Linked DNA regions of Lactuca sativa: regions 2 and 3 are each linked to region 1. The links are chromatin contacts, called in public Hi-C maps. All regions are on one chromosome and are shown on one strand. Each heading gives the region's core, a stretch centred on a gene start, on an enhancer-like site or on the middle of the called end of the contact. The rest is flanking DNA. Distances are from core to core; before and after follow the strand shown.

Region 1 (4,077 bases), core at 890-3,389:
TGCATTGTTGGAGTGGATTTTTAAAGTTGATGACCACAATGGAAAGATACATTTTTATTTTGACATTGTCAATAAGTACAATATTTGATTTAACACATATAACAAATACATTGAACTATATACATGATATTAATTAATATTTCTATTAAAAGACATATATAGTGCAAAAACAATGCAACCCATATCTTTGGAAGGGCAGGAGTTGACAAGGGAGAGGGGCAAGGGGGAGACCTGGTGGGGATGATCGACAGCCGAGGATGGGGCTGTGTGCCATGTTTCTTCAAAAGATTTTTAGTTTTGCAAAAATATTTTAAATTTTATATTATTTTTGAAAATATAAATTAAATTGATTGTATAATGGTTATTTTACTCTTTTGGTAAAATTTTGGCTAGATTTTGATATAAATGATACACATTTAAAACTTTTTATACAATTTACGAATTTATTAGTGTATTAGTATATTATACCAAAAAAAAAAAAAATTAATACCATTTGGGTTATTTGACTTCAATGCCCCTTGTTCCACCTAGAGGTGGCAATCGTGTCGTGTCGTGTCGGGTTCGTGTCGTGTCGAAATACTAAACGGGTTGAAAGTGTTTGACCCTAACCCGACCCATTTAATTAACGTGTCGTGTCGTGTCAACCCGTTTATTTTCGTGTCGAGTTCGTGTCGGGTTTCGGGTTAGGGTTATATCTTGAAATATGTCGTGTCATGTGAGTTTAAAAGATTGAGCATCTTGAAAGAGTAGGAGTTTGGTAGGCGGAAATGAAAAACTAATTGTTTTGAGGCAGAATAGATGAATCCATAGCAAGTTTAGATTACAAAATTAAAAGAGTGGGAGTTGGAGAGGCGGATGACAAGGTCATGAGGATGTGAGAGTGGTGAAAGAGACTGGGTAGTTTGGGAGAGAATGGAAAAACTGAAATGAAATCTTGATCTAGACGGCTAAGTCATTTCAGCATTACAAAGCAATCCAATACAAAATTTTTCTTTTACTTATGCTTTTGGTTTTGTATCTTTTCTAGTTTATTTAAATAATTCAAAAAACTTGCATATAAATAAACGGGTCAGTTTCGAGTCATATTCGAGTTGAAATTCTCAACCCTAACCTTACCCATTTAATTTTCGTGTCGTGTCGTGTCAACCTGTTTATTTAAACGGGTTGAAATATCTTACCCAAACCCATTTATTTCGTGTCGGGTTCGTGTCGGGTTTCGTGTCGTGTCAATTTTTGCCACTTCTAGTTCCACCATTTACACTACAGCCCAGGAATGGAAGCCTTTACTGTCTCCTTTAAGTCATGGAACTAAATTTATAATTTTACATTTTCAGATTTTTATAAATAGTATATTATTTATAAAAAGCTTACTAAACTGATAAATGTTTTAGATATTTGGTAAATAGTGAAAACATATATAAATTTTTATGTGTCTAAACAAATACTATGAATTTCCTTGAGAAAATATATACCATTTTCAACAAAAGAAAATTTGTCATTTTAATATTATTACTTTGATATATATAAGCTGAGGCTAGCCCGCCTCACTAACAGTATATTTAACAAGGATGTCCTAGGTTTTATCCTAGGCATTTAGTAACCTTTGGTTCTAAAAGAAATACTATTATTTTGATGTAATATTATCGACAAACAATATAATATACTGGTTTTTATTCTAGACATATAGTAACCTTCGGTTCTAAGAAAAATAATACTATTACTTTGATGTAATTTTATCCGACAAACAATATAATAAAATGATCATCGTACTTTTCTTTGAGAAGATATACCATTTTTAACGGTAGAAACATTGTGATAAATTATTTTCAGCTTCTTTATTTATATATGATTGATTAGTTTTTGTTGATGTTATAAGAGCCTTCAATATGTTATCTTGATGACTAAGGACCAAACGTAACATATTTCATAGTTGAAATAAAATTTGAATACTGTGTTGAATTGTAGGGGGTGATTTGTAAATTCTGTACACTTTTTGGTTCTTTATCAAATCTCAATTATTAATTAAATATATAAAATCCAAGAGAAGCTTCCCTTACACTTTTTCTATTTTGTAGCTAACCCCTCTTTTCTTTATTGTTTTTTTTTAAGCCACAATATATAATAGTAAGCTTCTCTCCAACGAACTGTAGATACACTACTCAAATACATAACATAAATCTTTAAAATGATTGTAGAGAGAGAAACAGAGAGAGAAGAGAGAGAAGTTGAGGGGACTCTACTTTTTAGATCTACTCTACCTGCTTTGTGAGCTTTGAAGCTCATTCTTAAATTCATTCACGAGTTCTACAACGTAGAGATACCTCTCTCACTAAACACCTCCGACATTCACTCACATTTTGTCAATTCACTCAATGCCGTAATGTCTGTTGATCTGATACGTGTTTGTTGAGCATGATCTTCAGGAATTGATCTGGGTTTTTATTATTTGGGAACAACTAACATGGGTAAGTTGTAAGATCTTTGACTGAGAGTTTATTTGCACTTCTTGAAGCTTAATTAGTGCGTTTGAGCTCTGGATTTGCAAATTCGCATTGAGTTTGTCTTGAGGATAATGGATGTTCGTATATGATTTTCCGGCCGCTTGCCGGAGCTCCGATGAAGTTGCAGATTTCCTTGAATTAGCTCAGGAGAACTCTGAATTTTGGAGTTCCACATTGTGGAATTAAGCATTTCACACACAAGCTCGTATACATGTATTTATAGAGAGAGACGGTGAGGGGAGAGAAAATGTTCAAGTCGGCGAGATGGAGGAGCGAGAAGAACAAGATCAAAGCTGTATTCAGATTGCAATTTCATGTAACTCAGGTAATACTCCTTTTATCTTAGACGTTTCCCAATAATCCATTCATGTCAATCTTTACATTGAAATGATTGATTGAATTATTGCACACTTTGTGTTAAGTTGAATTGACTAAGAGAAAACTTTCAAGGTTTGAGCTTTTATAGGCATCCAATGCAATTATACAATATATATAAATCAAAATATCGGAAATTTACCCCATTTTTCATCTCGATCTCTAAAACTAGTAAAATTTAGTAAATCGATCTCTTGATTCTTACTTGGATTATTGATCTTGTATGCAGCTAAAACAGTTAGCAGGCGATACTTTGATCATATCTATCATTCCAGCAGATACAGGAAAACCAACAACAAGATTAGAAAAAGCCAAAGTCAAAGATGGAAATTGTTATTGGGAAAAACCACATTGTGAAACTGTGAAGTTTGTTCAAGATCCAAAAAATGGAAAATTTCATGAGAAAATCTATCACTTTTCTCTTGCAACGGTATACATTCTTTCAAATTCATCCTTGCAAAATCCAAAATTAAGCAACTTAAAAACACGATTAATTTTTTTTTTTATTCTTTTTGTAGGGCTCTTCAAAATCCAGTGGAATTGGTGAAGTTTCAATTGATTTTGCAAGTTTTGCTGAAACTACGAAGACCTCTTCTTTATCTCTTCCTCTTAAAAATGCAAACTGTGCTGCTATTTTACATGTTAGCCCTTTCTACTTTACCCTTTTCTCTAATTCATACGTATTTTACAATCCATTCAGGAATAATCGCCAAAAAGACCAATAGGATTTACGTGTTTCATGTTTAATGGTTGTGTTCTTTTAGGTATCAATTCAAAGGGTACAGGAGTCATTAGATCAAAGGTAAAATCTATATTTCAACTAGTATTACTTTCAATATTTCCTGCAATTTAACTTAAAACTCACAAAATTTACAGGGATTTTGATAAAAGTGAAAATGCAAACCGAGAAGATAGGAGTTTAAGGGCTCAATTAACCAATGGAAATACAGAAGAAATCATTCAAAGCAATCCTAATGAAGTAAGTTCTCATTTTTCATTTACCATTTTGTAAACAATTACTAAAGGGCAAAAACGTAAACTTTTAACACACTCTTTTTTTTAACAGGATTGTGAGGTTTTGAATGATAACATTAACAGAGATAATCGAACATCCAGTGGATCTGATCTCACATTATCAGGTTCTGATCATGAACAACCACCACCTGCAACAATTCATGAAGAACATGAACATGAACATGAG
Region 2 (4,077 bases), core at 761-3,260, 190 kb after region 1:
ATTTTGTGAGAATTTTATAAATTTTATTTTCTATTTTTCATTTTTTAGGGATTTTCATTTTCTTAAAATAAAATTTCATAAAATTGTAATGAGTTTTATAAGGAAATAAAAACATCTTATTAATTTGATAATAAATTCTTATAAATACTTCAAACAATTTAATTTCGTTTGTAAATTTTCAGAAGATTACATTCTATTAAAGTACTACATTATAAAATATTTTATATTTATATATTGATATTAAATTTTTATTTTTAATAAACTAGTGTATAACACCATACGCCGTATGAATATCGAGCAATAGTTCACCCCAACATGGTCATGGCCAGATCACCCCACCCGGCCCACCCATCAGACTAGTAGGCTTTGGCCCAGATACTTATTACTATCTTTTGCTTTCCAAACTCCCAAGTCCAATTGGTAGCCCACCACAAACAAAACCCAGTTCGAAATCCTTGTTGGATGATGGTGGTGTTGGTGTATGATTGTAATTTGTATGTATGCGACAAGTGAAGCTTTAAATTTCCAATGTTTCTTTTAAAACAACTTGTTACTAAGTCATTGAACGTTAATCTCCACATTCCATTTACATACTGTTTACACGTTTATTAAAATGTGTTATATGCTATTCAAAAAACCATAAATTTACTTGATCCTAGACTTACAGATATACTAGTATACTTCGTAAATAAATTAGTAAAATGAGTAGATAACAAAATAAAGTCATAGTAACAAATTATTATCTTCATTTTTGTTCAGATAAAATGGAAATAAGCTAGATATCAAATTTAAAAGACTAAAAAGGCCATTATCAAAAGATAATGTAGTATTTATTTCTATCTTAAAAAAGATCTAAATATCGATGAACCCAAAGCAATAAAGACGAGAGAGTGACCCGAAGGGATTTAATATCAAGATAACAACCTCCAAAGCGAAAACATGGGCGAGGGTGACTGGTGAGGCTGCATTAAATATGACATGAAGGACCTCATTATAATGTAACATTATTTAGAAGGTAATACTTTTGTTCAGTACTTCACTTTAATAATACAGGATACGAATTTAAATGACAGCATTCAAACTTAATGCTTTCTATTTATTTTATAAAAATACTAAGATTTAGTTCGAGGTCAAGTGCTCAATATATAACCAAGGCCTGAGGAGGTGTTTGAGATTGCTTGATAAAAACTTTTTTTAGTAAAAATGTTTAGTAGTTTATCTAATGTTAAAATGTGCTCTTTTTTAAAATATGTTGTTTAGTAATTTATTTCGAATGATTTGAAGAAAACAAATTAAATTACGTTCTTATGCTCAATAACATTTATAAAAATATGTAAAACAATGTGTTATTTGTTTTTTTGAAGTGAAAACTGTTGATGTACACGGACCAAATCTGTAACCCTCTACAGTACAAGAAGGTGGACCAGACGGCTGCAACCTATAATAAGAAGTCTGTTTATTTTTTAACTTTTGCAGATTGCTGCAATAAACTTAAATTAACTATACAATAATTAAAAATAAATCTAAATAAAAAATTTATTTAGTTTAATTATATACAAATCAACTATAAAAGATCATTGCGATGATATGATTTTTAAAGAGGTTTATATAAAATAATTAAACATAATATTTGCTAAATAACAATAAATAAAATTGTTAATTTAGCTACAAACATATTCATTTTTGTTAAAATTTTAAAGATGATTATTTTCCGGTTAACTTCAACAATTTCGGTAATTTTAATGATTAACTTTATAATTTATTAATATTTCTTTATAGATATAACATTAAAAAAAATTATATGAAATGTTCCAAATGGTTTTGAAATTATTTGAACACTACAAAGATAACATTAAAAAAAAATTAGAAAATAACATTTAAAAAAGAAAAGAATAATAGTTTGTTTAATAGTCTAAGACATCATGCATGAAACTTGTCGAAACCACAAAGATAAGTCGCATCGATTTTTTAGAATATGGACTTACTTTTCATAAATTACAATCATGATAAACCAAAAAATTGTGAATATCCTATGACACTATGACCTATTTTTTTTCGACATTTTTGGGATTTAGCCTTTTTAAAATTGATATCATAGTTTCAGAGCGAACTCCTGATTCAGTGTCAATTTACCATTCATCCATCTTCTACAATGATTAGCAAGTGATCTGCCAAACTCAAAAACCCAAGTCCCAACGCCACTTCACTCCACTTGATTCTCTTCACGCTTTTGGGGGAAATTCGCCAGAAAGGAAAAAAAAAACGAATTTAAACCATAAATTCCCCATCAATCAGTAACTGTAACAAAACATTCCCTCTTCAGTCTCCACAAATACCATTATCCGAAAAGGGAGAAAGAATCTTTAAGTCTCCTGCAGTTCTGCCACCTAAACTTCTCTTCGAATCCAAGTTTTCTTCTAAGCGGCGCTGCTTTAAACTTTTCAGTTAATGTTTTCATTGATTTCGTTTCTTGGGTTGTTGTCAAAAGATTCTTTGGTTTGAACCCTTTACCCTTTAGCCTTTGTCCTAGTGTTCTTGATTTTGCTTTGTAAAAAGATTCTTCTCTCTTTATTCCATGGGTGTTTCTGTAATTTCGTCTAGACTCCTACTTTGATGAGTTCTTAGTGTTCTACAGAGAAAGAGACTAAGAAAGCTAGCGAACATGAAGCAATTGATTCTATTTCAACTGTTGTGTGTTACTTTAGGGTTCTTTCTACCCTCTTATGACGCCGTTCAACCAATTGAAGGTTTGCAGTTTTAATTTTGATTTTTATCGTTAACAAAAAACACTCAATTTGTTTAACCCAGTTCTTGATTCTTGCAGTTCGTGCTTTAAATTCGTTCAAAGAATCTATCTTTGAAGACCCGTTTTTGGCTTTATCAAGCTGGAATAGCCTTGATTCAGATCCTTGTAACTGGTTCGGTGTTACATGTTCTGGAAATCAAATTACAAAACTGTAAGACATTTTTTTTTCGAACACTTCTTGTTGTAATTGAAGCTAATTGGGGTTCTAAATTTTCAATTTACAGTAACATTTCTGGTTCTTCGATAAAGGGATTCATCGCTGAAGAACTCTTTCAGCTCTCCGCTTTACAAGAACTGTATGCTTTCTCTCAACACCTTATTTCACATTCGAATAACCCAAGACTCATCGAGAAGTTGTAATTCATGTAGGATTTTACACGAAAACAAACTCATTGGTCCGATACCCACGTCAATTGGATCATTGAAGTTCCTCAGAGTCTTGGATTTGGGGAAAAACCAGCTTTCTGGTCCAATTCCTTCTGAAATTAGAAATTTAGTCAGCATCGTTCAAATGTAAGTCATAATTTTAGGGTTTGGCTGTTTCAGTTTTCAAATAATAAACATGTTGTGTTTACTTTTGAAAACTAATTCATTTCAGAAACCTACAATCGAATGGACTCACTGGGAAATTGCCATTGGAGCTTCAAAATCTTCAAAACCTTCAAGAGCTTCGATTGGATAGAAATAAACTTCATGGGATAATTCCAGGTTTTTGTAATTCATCTTCATTAAAAGTCGCAGATTTCTCCTACAATTTCTTCATTGGAACCATACCCAAATGCTTAGAACATCTTCCAAGGTAAAATTTTCTTCCTCTTTTCCTAAAAAAAACTCAAGTTACACCTCGTTATCATGAACATGAATTTTTGCAGGATTAACTTTCGGGGAAACTGTATGAATTCCAACAACACCAAACAACGCACCCATAAAAAATGTGGTATGTTCATTGTTCGCATCTTTCTGTAATCAAACTCAAAAAGATTCTTGTAAAATTCAGGTGTCCTATTTTCTAAATACAGGCGGCACTCAACCGGAAACAGCCCAGATTGCCGGAAAATCAAGATTACATCCAACCGAACAAGACAACTACAAGATTCATCATTCAAAACCACCGGTTTGGCTTTTAGTTGTGGAAGTCATGACTGGAGTTTCAATCACCTCTCTCTTTCTAATCGCTCTTCTCACATTCGTTTTAAGATGCAAAAGCAAACCTTCAGTTTTGAATCTATTAAAGAGATCCACAAACAACAAACACGATATGTCAATTCATA
Region 3 (4,077 bases), core at 920-3,419, 160 kb before region 1:
ATGTTAAATGTTAAATGCCATGTCATCATGAATGGTAATAATGTGTGGTTTTGTGGAAATTGTACAGGTATAGGATTGAACAAGAACTTGGAACTGAGATTAAACAAATTCCTCCCCAAATTGATCAAGCCATTTACTGTCTGTGATTGAGAAAATGAAATACAAGTAGGAGACATTTTATGTTTATGTTTCTGTTTCTGTTTTTAGTTTAGGCTTTGTTATATCATATGCTAGATCTGTATTTACCTGATTCTGGAGGATAGCTTGTAGTTTGTACTCCATATTTTGAAAAGAAAAAAAAAAGGAAAAAAAGGTAAAAAAAAAAGATAAAAAGTAGAGCAAAAACGAAAAACCAAAAAAAAAAAAAATGATGCATGAACAATTTTTTAGATTTGTGTTGGGTTATCAATTCAAAGCTTACTTTTTCCCTATGTGTGTGTTTGTGTGTCTGAGCTATCTTGATTTGTTTGTTGTTTAGTAGTTTAATGTATCTTGGTGGATGATGAATGCTAGATCAACTTTTTTTCTACATTTTTTTTTTGATTTAATAACATATGATGTAATCTCCATGAACGCTTTTAAATAGTTAAACTGAAGTTAATAAGATGTTAGGACCACATCAACTGATCAAATTTTGGTGAGATTAAAGTTGAATTTTAAGTTTCAACAATGAAGCATCATCCTTTTGATTCCTTGGATATTTTCTCTGTAATATGTATTATGTGTGATCAACTGCATTCTGTTGAATTCCAGAGCTTCTATTATACAAGCAGTCAACAAATAATAAATATATGTATGATATAAACCATATATATATATATATATATAGGTTTAGCGAACAAAAAACCATATATAAAACAAACCATACAAGATGTAAAACTTGTTGATAGTTGATGCATGTATAAGTAATTATGTATATTATATGGTGGGAAAAAAATTAGTAGCCAAAGCATTTAAACAACTTGGTAGGAAGAGTGCCTGTAGCACGAAACTTTGCAGCAGCTTCCTCTGCCTTGATTATGTCTTGGCCCCTTTTCTCTTCCACCATTGCCCGTTTTTCTTCTGCTTCTTTATGTACTCCAGCCATCCTATTCTTCATCTCCTCCCTCTTTTTTGCCTTCTCAATTTCTATGTTTTCCTGCTCCATTTACATACATACACATCATACATATACATATGCATGCCTTGTGTTTTTTATTTTTTTTCTTCAAGTGATCAATACGAAACATGTACCTCAATCTGTTTAAGATTAGCTTCTATCATTGCTTTTTTAGTATTTTCCCATGCTCCGATTTCTGACTTTTTTGTGTACGCCCTACACATACACATGTTATCACATATGTCCTTGTAGTATATAAACATACATATATAGACAACAAGTACCTGTTGTCAGCCTTTGTCTTTTCGTTCTCTTCCCATGCTTTAATGAGTGCCATTCTCTTCTCTGCGACAACTACTTCAAGTCCAACATCTGACAAAAGGTATAATTACATATATAAATTACGAATGGAGAAATAATATCTAATGCGTCTCACATGATAAACAATACATACTCGTTAAGATGTGAAATTTCATTCTTGTCCAGGGTTTAAACCAAACCCTGGGGCACCCAAAACATTGTTATTTTTCCGTGATTAACCTCCAGGGGGATAACATGAGCCGTTTTACATGGTGTTATTTACCTTTTATTTAAAAAAAAAATCAAGAAACATAGCCTAAATGAAACGGGTTCAAAGTTGCGCAAAACGCATATTTTTTTCATAAATTATCCGATTACACAAAACTCGTATGAGTTTGTAATACATAACATGTACATGTTAGACCGAATTCGCGCACTGTTAGCGCGAATTCTGTCTAGCAGTTAAAATTGTACAAGAGAGTGTCAAGAAGCTTACTCTTGTCACCACCATGAGGCGGCTTTGTTTTCTTGGGTGGTGGTGTTGCAACCGAACTTGATTTGGGTTCCGGTGATGGTGTTGATGTTGATTCGGTTTCTGAAGCAACATCTTTCATGGTTCTTGGTTTTCCTCCACCATCCTTTGATCCTGTTAATTTTGTGATGAACAATAATAAAAACCTGAAAAAAGCTTCAAAGATTGAAACAAAAATGGGAGAAAGAGAGACAAGTATGTGGTAGGTTTGGTTGGTAAATGTAGAAGTGGGTGGTGGCAAAGATGGTACATAGAGATCACAATCAGTTGGAACGTTACCTACTAAGTTTGTAAACTACAATGTTTCTTTTTCCATATCTAAATTAAACACCTTTAATTATTACGCAACAAATTAATTTATTTGGCATGAACAAGATATTCCAACATTTTTAATTCATAATCAATTCATTAAAAGAAAGCGTGTGTATTTTGGAAGCAAGTTTTTTTTAACATACCATAACAAATAATGTGGTTATTCAACTTTTCCATTTAGATTTACTTATACGTTACAATTAAAAATATTCAAATATGCATATATTATGTTGATTGTTGCCAAGTATGTATGTCATCTTTTTATTTACTTTTGATGTTTTTAAGTAAGCTAAAAAAATTGTTATCTACATTTTTAGAGGTTGTTTGATATGTATTTTACTATGTCTGGTATTCATAGAGACTGATTTGGTTAGACTTAGACTATTTAATATATCATTTAGAAGTCTCTGATTTAGCCCTAACTTTTCGATCAACTGGACCTTTGATTAATCAACATTTTTTTTATTAACGTCCTCCTTTTTTTAATACCTAGTAGGCTAGTAGGTCTGATATATGTTTTTTACTCTTATTATATTTAAAGCTATAGTTTACTCAATCAACAACTATAAAAAACAAAATAACCAATAATATATATTTTAATATTCTGGTTTTTTCTTAGACATATTTAAACTAAAATGATCTTAAAAATTGATGTAGTGTGTCTTGAACTAAAATGAGAGGAAAATTAAAATCATGATTTAATTTCACTTGTTTATAAAAAAGAAAAAAGGTTATAACATTCGTTGATTAATTATGTTACATTTCTTTAATCGATTTCTCAAGAAACAACATCTTAGGGGAAGGTAGGAGGTAGTTGTCAAAAATATTTAATATCCCCCTTACTTTTTTAGATGATGAACAAGAAAAATGGCACAAAGGTGAAAATATTCCGTGCCACTTTTAACTTTCTTTGGTCACTGTTTATGATAATGTCATGATTATATGTTCGACTTCTATTAATAAAGATGTTTAGAAATTAGAAAACGGAACTTTTGAAGTTTTAATTTTATAAAATACAAAAAAAATGCAACAATATCTCACCCTAACAATTTTTTTTATTGATATTCGGTAATAATAGTAAAAAAACTAGAACATCAAATACAACATGTTAGTTTTTTCATCAGTATCAAAATGCATCATGGGGCAAATTCTTCAGTCATTTTCTACATTTGGTCTTATTCGCATACTTTAGGGTAACTTGTTTCTATAATGAACCCTTTATTAGTTAATTCGTGTAACCCCCGGCAAAAGGTGTAATTAGACAGCTATCAATAAAATCTCTTTCTTCTGTTTGCTAGTTGACATACTTAAATTCTCTGATCAACTTAAACACCTCACATATTGTATATTTGTATTCTTATTTTTTTTATTGCATTATTTTCTATGTGCATACGAAATCGTTTATCATTCGTTGAAGTGCTTAATACAATTGTTAAGCCATTATATTCTTCATCTTGCTTAGTAAGTGAGAGCAATATCCACATTGGACAAGCTTCATACAATTGGACAAGCTTCATATCCTTCTTCACTTATTTTTAGGGTATTTGAGAAGTAATCTATGGCGATTTTTATGTCTTCGATTGTGTATATTCTGTGCTGAATGTTGGATTGGGTTGAAGTGATGATGAGTTTTTTTTTCTTTCTCATGCTTCATGTTCAACTTTCAGTTCCGCTTTTATTCTTCTCTGGGATTCAAATTCTGTTAGAAGTTAACATTTTTGTGCTACTTCGATGGCGGTTTTGCTCGTCTGTTTCGCCATCTCCAACATAGCTCTTACAACTTCGGTTGTCATCTGTTAAAGGTTCGATTTGGATTTTTGAAGGACTGTTATTA

The links. Hi-C and Micro-C count contacts between places; a contact is called where the count stands out from the background.
Region 2: a Hi-C map of leaf shows a contact between it and region 1, with 5 times the contacts expected there. The contact joins the promoter of LOC111900406 here to the promoter of LOC111900405 in region 1. A contact is called at or near these places in 2 of 4 Hi-C or Micro-C datasets (leaf and seed).
Region 3: a Hi-C map of seed shows a contact between it and region 1, with 10 times the contacts expected there. The contact joins the promoter of LOC111900401 here to the promoter of LOC111900405 in region 1. A contact is called at or near these places in 3 of 4 Hi-C or Micro-C datasets (leaf and seed).

Annotation. Positions count from the first base shown.
Region 1 is chr6:10,161,168-10,165,244 of Lsat_Salinas_v11, forward strand. It overlaps LOC111900405, which reads left to right and starts at 2,140. Exons shown (of 8, transcript XM_023896295.3): 1 at 2,140-2,826; 2 at 3,106-3,306; 3 at 3,395-3,517; 4 at 3,641-3,678; 5 at 3,753-3,855; 6 at 3,943-4,077. The coding sequence starts at 2,749.
Region 2 is chr6:10,352,566-10,356,642 of Lsat_Salinas_v11, forward strand. It overlaps LOC111900406 (probable LRR receptor-like serine/threonine-protein kinase At1g63430), which reads left to right and starts at 2,011. Exons shown (of 11, transcript XM_023896296.2): 1 at 2,011-2,747; 2 at 2,825-2,957; 3 at 3,031-3,102; 4 at 3,176-3,319; 5 at 3,405-3,605; 6 at 3,679-3,743; 7 at 3,826-4,077. The coding sequence starts at 2,663.
Region 3 is chr6:10,003,373-10,007,449 of Lsat_Salinas_v11, forward strand. It overlaps LOC111900401 (remorin), which reads right to left and starts at 2,170. Exons shown (of 4, transcript XM_023896290.3): 1 at 1,896-2,170; 2 at 1,384-1,471; 3 at 1,234-1,315; 4 at 903-1,138. The coding sequence starts at 2,013. The coding sequence ends at 938. It overlaps LOC111900392 (DEAD-box ATP-dependent RNA helicase 6), which reads left to right. Exons shown (of 9, transcript XM_023896277.3): 9 at 68-429. The coding sequence ends at 146.